Linked DNA regions of Mus musculus: regions 2 and 3 are each linked to region 1. Evidence: chromatin contacts called from public Hi-C and HiChIP or PLAC-seq data. All regions are on one chromosome and are shown on one strand. The core of a region is the stretch at or near the end of the contact, and the rest is flanking DNA. Distances in the headings are between cores, read along the strand shown.

The links. Hi-C and Micro-C count contacts between places; a contact is called where the count stands out from the background. HiChIP or PLAC-seq counts read pairs in DNA pulled down with a chosen protein or histone mark.
Region 2: a contact with region 1 is called in an H3K27ac HiChIP or PLAC-seq map of embryonic stem cells, with 8 read pairs. The contact joins the enhancer-like site here to the promoter of B4galnt3 in region 1. A contact is called at or near these places in 2 of 39 promoter capture datasets (hippocampal neurons and liver), 2 of 484 Hi-C or Micro-C datasets (the AML12 cell line and nephron progenitors), 3 of 115 datasets of contacts at active chromatin or transcription factors (craniofacial prominence and embryonic stem cells) and 1 of 9 other capture datasets (pancreatic islet).
Region 3: a contact with region 1 is called in a Hi-C map of nephron progenitors, with 3 times the contacts expected there. The contact joins the enhancer-like site here to the promoter of B4galnt3 in region 1. A contact is called at or near these places in 3 of 39 promoter capture datasets (the 3T3-L1 cell line, cranial neural crest and pre-B cells), 2 of 484 Hi-C or Micro-C datasets (both in nephron progenitors) and 5 of 115 datasets of contacts at active chromatin or transcription factors (craniofacial prominence, embryonic stem cells and stem cell-derived neural progenitor cells).

The regions. Positions count from the first base shown.
Region 1 is chr6:120,292,452-120,296,554 of GRCm38.p6, reverse strand. B4galnt3 (beta-1,4-N-acetyl-galactosaminyl transferase 3) reads left to right here and starts at 1,658. Exons shown (of 20, transcript NM_198884.2): 1 at 1,658-2,164. The coding sequence starts at 1,996.
Region 2 is chr6:120,064,068-120,068,170 of GRCm38.p6, reverse strand. No RefSeq gene overlaps it. Among named protein-coding and RNA genes, the nearest start is that of Ninj2, 27 kb to the left of the region's middle. Within about 2 kb of position 2,225, at least 49 of the 459 cell types and tissues checked have an H3K27ac peak or open chromatin away from gene starts, as enhancers often do. A contact at or near this core is called in embryonic stem cells, where this site is marked.
Region 3 is chr6:120,110,418-120,114,520 of GRCm38.p6, reverse strand. The region is part of intron 1 of Ninj2 (ninjurin 2); the gene reads right to left. Among named protein-coding and RNA genes, the nearest start is that of Ninj2, 19 kb to the right of the region's middle. Within about 2 kb of position 2,375, at least 265 of the 459 cell types and tissues checked have an H3K27ac peak or open chromatin away from gene starts, as enhancers often do. A contact at or near this core is called in craniofacial prominence, embryonic stem cells, nephron progenitors and 2 more, where this site is marked.

The DNA of each region.
Region 1 (4,103 bases), core at 409-2,908:
ACTCAGAACCTTTGGATGAGCAGTCAGTGCTCGTAACAGCTGAGCCATCTCTCCAGTTCCCGAGTTTTCTTATGGTAGTTTTACACACATGCGCATGCATGCGCACACTCACACACTTCATTATGTTCTTGTTCAGCCCTCTCCCACACAGCCTTTTCATCACTTCTTACCCCTCTGTTACTGACTGCCTTCCTCCCTCAGGTTCCTTCTGTTATCATGTAATGTGTATTCTATCAGTCTCTTTCCCCTCTTCCTCTTCTCTTAAGGATTTTTTTGAGATGGGGGCGCGTATACATGCGGCTGCACTCACCTACACTGGAAATCAAAACCAAGGCTTTGTGTATGCTAAACATTTCTCCTACAATTGGTATGTACGCCAGATCACTCTTCTCTTCTGCAGTCTCTACCCCTAGATTTCTTTTGTCTCTGTGCTGACCTTGGCTGACTTTAAAAAGCTTGCCTTGACCTTTCTTTCAAAGCTTCTATAATCATAAAAGAAGACCTTTTATGTGGCATGAGAGTTGGGAGAAAAGAAGAGACTCGGAAGGAAATAGCGCGAATCCACCTGTGGTACGGGCAGCTTAAGGAAGATGTGCCTCTCCTTTTCATTTTTTCTTTCTTTTTAAAATATTTTATTTCTCAAATGTACATGTGTGCCTCTTTGTGTGGGTATATTCATGTGAGTGGAGGCTGGAGCAGAAGCTAGAAGAGGAAGTTGGAATTAATGGGTTTGGGGAACCCACCTCAGGCCCTGAAGAAGAGCATCATACACTCTTTTCTCTTTTCTTTTTTTGAGATTTATTTGTTTATGCGTACGTACACTGTAACTGTCTTCAGACGCACCAGAAGAGGGCATCAGATCCCATTACAGATGGCTGAGGGCCACCATGTGGTTGCTGGGAATTGAACTCAGGACCCCTGGAAGATGCTTAATCACTGAGCCATCTCATCTCTCCAGACCCAGACCATGCACTCTTAATAGATGAGCCATCTCTACAGTTCTGCCAGACCCCCTTTCCATTTCCCTAGTTCTTTCATGGTTCTGGGATGGAACCCAGGGCCTCCTGAATGCTAAGCATTTGGTCTGCTCTTGAGTGGCCCCTCCATTTTTTTTTTTTTTTTAATCTCCAACAATCTTTCACCCAAAACACCTAAAACTGGAGAAACTCCTTGTAAAGGCTCCCCTGGTGCCTTTCAGTTGTAGTTGCGCCAGGGAAAAAACGGTATTCAAATTTGACTTGGAAGACAGTTAAGATTGAATGAAGTGTCAGTTAATTGTGACTAGGGTCTTTCTAGGTAGAGAAAGGTCCTGAGGCCAAAGTCACAGAGGTCACTTAAAAAAAATGTGTCTCAGCCCCACAGCAAGCTTCGAAAGAGCGCCTTCGAATATCTTGACGGTGACTGGGTTTTCTTGGTTCACAGAGTCCATGTCTTAGCTCGCATCTTCTTTCAGTCCCATATCCCTCATCATCACCCCACACACCCTCCCACATAACTCCAAGCCGGTGAGTACGCCAGGGACCAGCTCTCTCTGGCCCCACCTCTCCCCTTCCCTCATTCTCTAGGGGGCGGGGCCCACCTGCGCCTGGGGGCGGGGCCAAGGCGTGGGCGGGACAGGTAGGGAGTAAGGTAATGCTCGGAGCTGAGAGAAAGCGCCCTAACTGCAGCAAGCAAGCGCAGGGGCCGGAGGGCAACTAGGAGAGCCTCCTGGGCAGAGCGCTGGAGTGAGAAAGAAGAGAGGGAGGGAGGTGGCGGGCCTGCGACGAGGAGAGGCGTGGAGCGGACACTTGGGGAGGAGGAGCCCGGCTCCGCGGCCGGAGAACGACCTGCGAGGCACCCGCGCAGCCCAGGATCACCCCAACGCGTCGAGCATGAGCAGTCGGCCCGCTGGAGAGCGACCCGGGGAGACTGGCTGTGCGCCGCGCTGAGCGGCGGAGCCGGGCCGGAACGACGGGTGGGTAGCGGGTGCTGGAGCGGCAGGCTGGGCGAAGCGCCATGGGGAGCCCCCGCGCCGCGTTGCTGATGCTGCTCCTGCGCCCGATCAAGCTGCTGAGGAGGCGCTTCCGGCTGCTGCTGCTGCTCGCCGTAGTATCGGTGGGACTCTGGACTCTGTATCTGGAGCTGGTGGCGTCGGCCCAGGCCGGCGGGAACCCCCTGAACCACAGTAAGTAGCGCCGGGGGGCGAGGAGGTGGCGGAGGTGGGCGGGCGCTCCGGGCGGGGACCCGCCTCTCCGAGCTGATTCCAGGTGCCGGCGCCGCCCCGCGCTTTCCTGGGGACCTGGGCTTGTCGAGGCCACTGTGGGTCGCTGATCCTGGCCTGCCCACTCAGGACAGAGTGGAGCCGGGACGCTCTCAGGACATCCGGAGCGCTGGTGGAGGATTGGGGCGCCTTCCACCGTGCGGGAGCCACAGCCTCGCGGGACAGAGCTGTTTGCGAGCGCGGGCTCTGGGGCTGCGGCGCACTCGGCCACACGCTGCGATCAGAGCCTCCCCAACTTTGCCCTCGGCTTGCTGGAGTGGTTGGCTCGCTGTTTCCCCTCCAGCCGAGCTTTCGGGGGTTCCTTTTCAAAAAGCACCTCCGAGAGAGACGCCTGGCCTTCCCGCCTTGCGTGCGCCTCTTTTTCCAAGAGTCCCACCTCCTGAATGCGTGGTTCTCTGCTGGTCCAGACTGCCTCCTCCAGTGTTTTCACACTCTCCGCAATACCCACAGATCTAACAAACTCCCCAGACCCCGCCCAAGGCGACCCTGCCATGAGTAAATTCCTACTTGTATTTTTATTTCATCAAAGCACTCAAGTTTCTGCTTAGGAAAAGGGGAGGAAATGGCCTATCCCCTCTTCAATGGATATGATTATTACCCACAGTGACTTTCAGTATACTTTTGATAGGCTTAATAAAATTAAAAGTCATCTAGTAGCCAGAAAGGAGTGGAGAAGTTTCGAGAAGGGTCAGGTGCTCTTCTCCAGCCTTGAGGGGGGGGGGTGTGGGGGGAAGTTCTACTTCATCTTCTCACTGGGTCTCACTTTCCTGCTTTAAGAAACTCAAAGACTACCCTCCTGGTAGATTTTTTTGGCCAACAGTTTTTCTCTTAGCTGGATGTGATGGTTTATCTTTTGTGGCTCAGAAGAAGAAATGAGTGTCCTAGTCAGTAACTAAGCAGGATCGGTTTGGAGATGTACTCTTATAGCCCTACCTCTCTATGGCTGTGGACACAATTCTGGCTGTGAACTAGAAGATGCTGTTACAAGGGATCAAGCTATGGCTGTAGCTAGAGATCAAGAGGCAAGAGGAATCCTGCCTACATGGTCTCCAGGGTCCCTCTCAGTTGGGCTGTGGAGATTGTATGGCCTCTGACACTTGAACATTTCCAACGTGAGAGAGCCCCTACTTGGGGGAAGACCGAGGACGGTTGCACTCAGCCACAAGCATGTAGTCTTACAAAGAAGTCTTCCTTGCCTTGACCCCACTCTTCCTCCTCAGGTTTTGTTGCAGGTAGCTGAATTTTCTTGGAGTGTGTAACGGTGGGAGGTGTGGATTCATCTTCCTTGGAAGGCCTTTGCCAGCCTGGTTAGTGGGATAGTCTACATAAAATAGACAGGGAAGCAGTCGCTTTGTGATCCTGAAGTCAGTGGCTGCCTTTGCTCCTTTTCGCCTGTCCTCTGCCGCAGGTGTCACGAGTCTCTTCTGAGACCAGGTCCAGGTGGCCAGAATAATAATAAGTTGCACTCTGGCTCTGGGTCTCTGGATCCTGCCGCCTTCTTCATACCAGACTTGTGGCCTTTTTAAGTTTTTATTTAAAAAATTATTTCTTTTTCCAAACCGACCCTTCTCCAAAAATGTGTTCTCAGTGTCTTATTCCAAAATTGACTTAGTGTTCCTTGTGGTTTCTTTCTTTCTTTTTGAGACAGCCACTCATTCTGTATCCCAGGCTGCAGCAACTTGCAGGCTGGGCTTGACTTCAAAATCTTCCTTCCTCAGTCTCTCGAGTGCAGGAGGATTATGGGGAATGCCACACATAGCCTGTCTTCCTTGTGATATCTGTCTGTCTGTCTGTCTCTGGTTTTTCTTGTTTAAAAAGGTTTATTTATTATTATTATTATATA
Region 2 (4,103 bases), core at 976-3,475, 230 kb after region 1:
GAAAGCTGTGTTGAGGAATTTCCCTCCTCAGAACAGGTTTTTACCATTAAAATTCCTTTGGTTCTTACCACGAAAAATCCAAGGTTGTGGTCCTTTCTTCCTCTCTGTGAATGTTGCTCATCCCCTGGATGTGACCACTGCAGGGTGACTCCAGCAAAGTTCAACTACAGGAAAACTCTGTTCTTCATGTAGCCGAAGAAGACAAACTATAACCTCACAGAGAAACTGGACTGATGGGTTTTCCAAACCTGTAATGCAATGCCTGAGGCTGGGACACTTTGTGAAGAAAATATTTATGTAGATTAGGGTTTTGGAGGTTCAAGGGCATGAAACTACCACGATGGACAACCAAAGACCCCTTCTCAAGATCAGAGGCCAGAGAAAGACTGGGGTTCCATAATGGCACCACCTCAAACAACTTCAGGTCTGGCTTCTTAAAGGTCCCCCCCCACACACACACACCTCAGGTGAGAACTGAATCTCAGACACATGAACTTTGAGGGGCTACATTCAAACCATATATAAACTATAGAAGGAATTAACACAGTCAATTTTTATGTGAAAAGGCCTCCCAATGTGGCTATGGCATATTCCAGCTCTGAACACAAGTCACTAGGTTGTATTTTGATTTTAATGACTGTGTGGCTCATGATCAAAGGCCAGCAAATGAATACTTGCCTTTTCCCTTACCTGTACCCGAGGGCCTTTGGGGTGGCTAGTTGGCAATAGCCTGTACACACCCACTTTTCAGACAAAGGGATTCTACATTTCTTAGGCTAAAAGACAAACGGAAGATGGTATGGCGTGGATGCAGAAACAGAAGGACTCAGGCTTGTGTGGAGAGTTCAGGGGACTTGCTTTTCTGCTCTATCTCTTGGTGAAGGAACTTAGTGAATAATCTCTTTGAGGGGCTTTAGTGTGTGTTTCTGTCCCTAGAGCAATACTGGAACCACATTATTAGCCCTTTCTTATATGGAGAAAGGCACTATAATGAAAATTGTAATAGTTGGCTATATGTGGTGGCTTCTGCCTGTAATTCGAGCATTTGAGAATCTGGGGCAGAAGGATCAGGAGTTCAAGACTGTTGTGGGCTACATTGTAAATTCAAGATCAGGTTGGGCTATATGAGATCTTGTCCAAAAAGGGGTTGTGGGTAGTGGGAGTGGAGAGATGGCTCTGTGATTAAGAGCACTTACTGTTCTTGCAGAGGACCTGGGTTCAGTTCCTGGCCCTCTGATCTGGCATCTCAAAACTACCTGTAATTCCAGCTCTAGGGGACCAGAGCCTTATTCTGGATTCTGTGGGCACCTGCACTTACATTCCTGTATATATGCACACACGCACGCATGCACTCACGCACACACACTTAAAAATAAAATAAAGCTGGGCGGTGGTGGTGCACGCCTTTAATTCCAGCACTTGGGAGGCAGAGGCAGGAGGATTTCTGAGTTCGAGGCCAGCCTGGTCTACAGAGTGAGTTCCAGGACAGCCAGGGCTATACAGAGAAACCCTGTCTCGAAAAACAAAAAACCAAAACCAAAACAAAAAACAAACAAACAAATAAAATAAAAATAATAAAAATAATGGGCCAGGTATGATAGCAAAGACCTCTAATCCCGGCATTGACAAAGGAGAGGTAGGCAGATTTCTGAGTTCAAGTATAGCCTGTTTTACAGAGAAAATTCCAGACCCAGCAGGACAACATAGTGAAGTCATGTCTTAAATGAACAAACAAATAAATACATTTAAAATTAAGGTAAAATTGTGTCAATGTCAGACAGCCTGGCCAGCTGAGAAGGGAATCTCAATCACGGTGTCACATAGATCAGATTGGCCTGGAAGCACATCTGTGTGGAATTGTCTTGATGGTTAACTGAGTAGTAGAGCCCAACCTAAGGTGGGCGACATAGTTCTCTAAGCAGTTGGTACTGGGCTGTATAAGGTTAGTCAAGCATGAACTTGTGAGTGAGCCTGCAAGCCAGGTCCCTCACCCTCACAGTTTCTCCTTCAAGTCCTGACTTCCTAGGATCCTGGATCTTTGTGATGGCTCAAATTGTATCTTAAGTTTAAATTAATGTGCTTAAGGGATTTATAAAACAAAAATGCCTCTAACCTGTAAACTGCACGTGCCCAAGGACAGATAGCTCCCTGGACTGCTGGGGGCTGTTGTTCATTTAAGATAAACAAGTTTCATTGCCCGACTGCATAGACCTGCTTTATCACACGTAGGTGGGAGGTGTGTAGGCAGGAAGTATGTCTGCCCTCAAAAGAACGAAGGCAGGAAGAGAGTAGTAGCCTTATAGGTTTTGCTTTTATAAACTTCTGAATAATGTATTTTGGGGCCATTCTCTGGGAATCCTGGGCATGGACCTGACCAGTGTCCACGCCATGGCCAGGACTTAATAAAGCTTATTTCAAATTTGGCAAAAAAAAAAAAAAAAAAAAAGTAGTACTGGTTAATCCTTACCTGGTGGGATTAGTGCAGCCTCTCTGACCTTTAGGTTTCAAACTTGGGACAAATGGCAGAGGCGCCTATTTAACATATCAAAGCAGATGCTGGCTTCCAGGTTGTCCCTCAGCCCCTAAGAAGGCCTTCCTGGCTGGCATACCCTGCCCCCTACTCTGAACCCTCCAGCCCAGGCTGCTGGCTTCTTCTCCCCTATATAACCCGGCCATTGTGGTTGCCCATCGTTTTTTGTGCCTTTGGCCTTCTGGCTGTGCTCCCGGATCTTTCTCCCCCTTCTCCCTCTCCCTTCCCCTCATCTCCCGCCATGGCCCAGCTCAGTCCGGTCACGTTTACTCAGGACTTTCCCAGGTGTCTCTGCCTCTGCTCTCCCTTTTATCTACAATAAACTTTCTCTTCTACCATACCTAGGAGCAGTCATGTTCTTTTCTCTCTCTTTCTTTCTTTCTTTCTTTCTTTCTTTCTTTCTTTCTTTCTTTCTTTCTTTCTTTCCTTCCTTCCTTCTTTCTTTCTCTCTCTCTCTCTCTCTCTCTTTCTCTCTTTCCTTCTTTCCTTTCTTTTTTTTGTTCCTATTCACTAAACTACAAGATTACTCAGCCTACAGTTGGGGTGAATCTCAAAACACCACATGGAGCCGTTTGTATCTGTTCTGTAATGTTTTCAATAAATCTGGGAGCAACAAAGCAAGCAAGAAAGAAAGAGGGCTTGTGCATGCTAGGCACTTTCTTGGTCATGGCTTTATGAAGCTCCACATGTTTACACAGGAGGAATCTGGCCCTCGGCAGGGTTTAAGTAACTTCAAAGTTTCCTCCTTATAGAAGGTGGAAGTGAGATTCTCCCGACTGTTCAACCCCAGCTCTTTCCATAACAAAGGACTGTCAGCCATGCCTTCTGCAAGTCATTAGCCATACAGCCACCATAGGATTGGGATAGCTTGGGGTTTAAAGCAAGGTTCTCAACTTTGGCCTGAAGCAGTCTCAGTTTTGTAAAATCCAGAAGGTACTGCCCTTCCTTCCACACCCAGTTTTTTATCTTACAGTGGGAGCCACAGGGTTTGTGCTCTCTTTCCTTTTCTCTCTGACTGAGGTCAGGGCTTCACTACACAGCCAAGGTGTACCTCCACGCTCTACCAGGTGTACCTCCACGCTCTACCAGGTGTACCTCCACGCTCTACCAGGAGAGCTGATTTTTTTTTTTCCGTTTGTTTGAGACAGGGTTTCTCTTTGTAGCTCTGGCTGTCCTGGAACTCACTCTGTAGACCAGGCTGGACTTGAATTCAGAGATCTGCCTGCCTCTGCCTCTTGAGTGCATGGACCACCACTACCCTGCTGGGAGTTGACTTTTTTTTTTTTTTTTTTAAATAATTCTAAACTTTTTTTTCAGTGAATTTGTATCAATGTTTAGTTTTATAATTTTAAAATAGTTATATAACTTTTATTAGATATTTTCTTTATTTACATTTCAAATGCTATCCCTGTTCCTTGTTTCCCCTCTGAAAGCCCCCTATCCCTTCCCCCCTCCCCCTGCTCACCAACACACCCACTCCTCTTCCTGGCCCTGGCAGTCCCCATACTGGGGCATCTAGCCTTCACAGGACCAAGGGCCTCTCCTCCCGTTGTTGACCGACTAGGCCATCCTC
Region 3 (4,103 bases), core at 1,126-3,625, 180 kb after region 1:
GGCTGGCCTGGAAGTCTCAGGAATCTGCTTGTCTCTGTCCCCAGGGTGCTGGCTGGGGTTATAGGCATGTGCACCCATCATGCCCAGATTAACTGACGCTCCCCCCCCCCCAAAAAAAGGAGATATCAGGGTTTCTGGCTCAAGGAAAGTGTAATTTTTCCACTCTATCCTCCCTCCCTTGCAAAACCCTGCAGCCTTGGGTCTCCAATATGCTCCTTAGCTCCTCCTGGGTGCCTGGTAACTCCCTTTTCTTCTTAGCTGTTTCTTTCTTTCTGTTTTAAAGACTTGCTCACTTTGAGGGTTTTGCCTGCTTGTGTTTGTGTATCATGTGCATGCCTGGTGCCTAGAAGTAGCCATGAGATAGATCCCCTAGAAGTAGAGTTACAGATGGTGAAGAGCCACCATGTGGGTGCTGGGAATCGAACCCAGGTACTCTGCAAGAATAACAAGTGCTTTTAACTGCTGAGCCATCTCTCAGTCCCTTGGTGGTTTCTTTCCAAGGGGTGTGTTCTGTTTAGTGTTGGGAACAGGGCCTGGGTTCTAACACGTACACAAACCTGGCTCTATTACTCAGCTATACCCTCAGCCGGTTTTATTGTGCCCACCCCCCTTTGGTGTGACTTTCAATTCTAGAATCAAGCAACATTTCAGTGCATAAAATTCCCCCTTTAGTTGTCTTGTTTGTGTTAGCACACCCTTCTTCCCCCATGGTTCCCACACTCAAGAGTGCTTTCAGCTCTAATCTCTGAAGAAAGGAGCAGCCAGTTAGAAAATAGGGTTAGACCTTCCTCAATCTGTATACTCACTTTAGAGTAGCTCCTACAGGTGGTTGGTAGACCTTTCTCTTGTCTAGTCATGCTTTGAGATTAAATTATTTGACAATCTGCCTATACTGACTTTCAAATAATAAAAACCAGCCATTAGCTGGGATCTCAGCAAAAAAACCAAACAAATTTTGCCTTGCGCATATGCCAAGCTTTCTGGACCTTCAAACTGCGACCAACGTCCTCAGGTTGTATGGGTCTATAGCAAGGTTCTGCTTGCAGAGGCTCTCAACTATAGCTTAGTCTTGTGCTCTCTATACCAGGCAGAGAGGATGGGAAAAGAAATAAGTCCCAAACCTGGATGCTTCTCTTGGAAGTCAGGTCAAAATTCCACACACATCTTTGACTCTGCTCTTGGTAAATTCTAGCGGAATTCTTAAGCACTGTCCTAGTATGGCTAAGGTTGAAAAATGTCCTAACAATATCATACTTCAAAATGGTCCTGCCGGGCAGTGGTGGCGCACGCACACCTTTAATCCCAGCATTTGGGAGGCAGAGGCAGGCGAATTTCTGAGTTTGAGGTCAGCCTGGTCTACAGAGTGAGTTCCAGGACAAGTCAGTGCTATACAGAGAAACCCTGTCTCGGAAAACAAACAGAAAGAAAGAAAGAAAGAAAGAAAGAAGGGAGGGAGGGAGGGAGGGAGGGAGGGAGGGAGGGAGGGAGGGAGGGAGGGAGGGAAAGAAAGGAAAAGAAAAAAAAATGGTCCTGCATAGGCCTCACCCAGAGATCTGACAGCGTCTGTTATCCCTTGCTAGCTTGTATTGTACTCTCTATATAAGCTCACATGACGGTGAGCAAAGGAACTTTCTCTCATCTTTTAAATTTTTTCATCTATAAATTGGATTTCTCTGACCAGAAGTAAAACAAAACAAAACAAAACAAAACAAAACAAAACAAAACAAAACATCCCATCCACAAAACACCGGGCCTTCAAAAGCGGTAGCTGTCACTCTGAGGTGACTGCAGTAGCAGCAGCTGTAACAGAAGGGAAGCCTTGGGGGAAACTCAGCAGGAAACCAAGAACTCCTCTTCTGCGAAAAAGGGAACTGAAACAACCCCACTGAGCCCTGCAGCAGGGCTGAGCTCCGGAGTTTGCTGTGCAGGGGCTGGCTCCGGAGGAGAGGAGGAGCCAGTCGCCTTGAGTCCCCCCACCCCCACCCCCCAGACTGGAGGGCTGGGAAGTGCTCCCTCGGGCGGCCACAGTCAGCTGACCGTGTGCACGCTCCCATTCCCCCGCCCCCCCAGCTGTCCCCAGTCCGCCCCCCTCCCCCGTCTCGTCCCCCTCCTCCACCTCTCCGCCTGGTTGTGTGACTTGTAGGGACACTAGAAATGCTGGTAGTTGCTAAAGTTCCAGCCTTCACACCCAGATCTGTGCGGCTGCTTGATGCATGGCCCTCAGAACTAGATAAAGGCAGAATGAGCTCTGCTCAGGGTCTGTATTTACAAACGTCCTCCACTAAGCCTCACAAGAACTCTCTGGAGTGTGTACAGCCGGTCTAGGCCTGCAGGACCAAGGCTCTGTCGTGACTGGGTTGTGGACACCTCAGTGACAGGGCCCTTACCTAGCAGGCATCCGGATTACAAGGCATGAGTTTTTCTGACTAACTCAGCTTCATACCAGGATGGCAAAAAGCCCCCATTCGAAAACCCCCACAGGCGTCATTGTGTGCTTGGAGGCCATCATGGAGGGCACATCAGAGCTCCCTGAAACAAAGCTAAAGGACTTTCCAGAAGGGGTGGAGGCGGCCTTTGGATATGACGTACACACTTTAAGTCCCCCATAGGTTAGTATTACATTGAGCCACCTCTTTCCACAGATCCTTTTTGTTGTTTGGTTGGGTTTTTTGTTTTTGTTTTTGTTTTTGTTTTGTTTTTTGTTGTTGTCTTTGCTTCTGAGGCTGAAGGTGAGCACAGACAGGGTCCTGAAAATAAGTGTTCTACCACTGAGTGACACCCAAAGCCCACAAGCTATTTAATGCCATTAACCAAATGAGGAGATTCCCCTGCCATGTCTCTTCTGGAGCCCCTTCCTCTCAGATAACAGGGACAGTCCGGTGTCAGAGACCATTTTGTCACTCTGGGGTTGGGTTTTGAATTACCAGCTCATTCCGGAGGCCCTATTATAATACTTGCTCTGGGTCCCAAAGGTCCCAGAGCATCTCTAGTTCCACCTTTGTACCCACATTTACTCATTTTTCTATTGGTAGCCCTCTAAGGTGGAAGGATGCCACCAGAGTGAGGGGCTGGGTTCAGATTGGAACCTCCGCACTGAATGTCTCCCCTGACCAAACCAGGGCAGGACAGCAAGACCCCATCTCGAAAACAAGACTTCCTTTCTTGAGTGTTCCTCACATAAAAGGCAGTTTTTTTTTTTAAGAAGACAAACAGGGCTCCAGCAGCTGGGTGAGAGTTGGTTAAAGGCAGACTGGTGGAGACCAAGCTCTCGTGGACAGCTACTTAATACCCTACGAAGGTAACCTTAATCCCCTATGGATCCCTTTATAGATGAGGCTCCTGAAAGGTTACTCATGCAAGTGCTCAGCGGTAGAACAAAAGCCAAGGGCCATGAGGCGACAGTGGATGGGATCTAGCTGTAGAAGGAGAGAGAACTTTCTAGATAGGGGAAACAGTATTTATAGGATCTCAGCATGCAGGGGAGGTGGGCAGGGGTTACTTGCAGGCCATTTTGCCTGCTAGGTAAATGTGCACAACAAGTCTTGAGCTGTGAGCTTCCCCAAGTCTACTTGAAACCTGAAAGAGAAACATTGCTGCCTACATGGTACCGTAGGGCTGTGCACACATTAGACAAACCCTCTGAGCTACATCCCCAGGCCAGAACTGAACACCGCAATTAATTCCTGAATTCAAATACTGCATTTTTCATTGTGTGGTGCATGCCTGTAACCCCAGTTTTGGGGATGCTGTGGCAGGAGGATTGCTGAGAGTTTGAAGCCAGCCTGATGAGAAATTTTATCCAAAAAAAAAAAAAAAAGCTAATTAACCTTGGTGTATGTTGTTTGTATTTATTTGCAATTCAAACAAATAATACTGTTTAGAAAATTAGGAAAAAACAAAGCAAAAATTCTTTTAAAGGGTTTATATCCAAATTTTTATTTAGCGAATAATATGGGTGTATTTTAATACATTTGATTTAAAAAAACAAAAACAAGTAGAGCAAACAGAGCAGCCATGGTTCTGGGGTTGGGATGTACCCCTGAGGGCATGGGGAGCTACCAGCAGAATCAGGGGAATGCTCTCTGTTACTGCCTTCCACACAG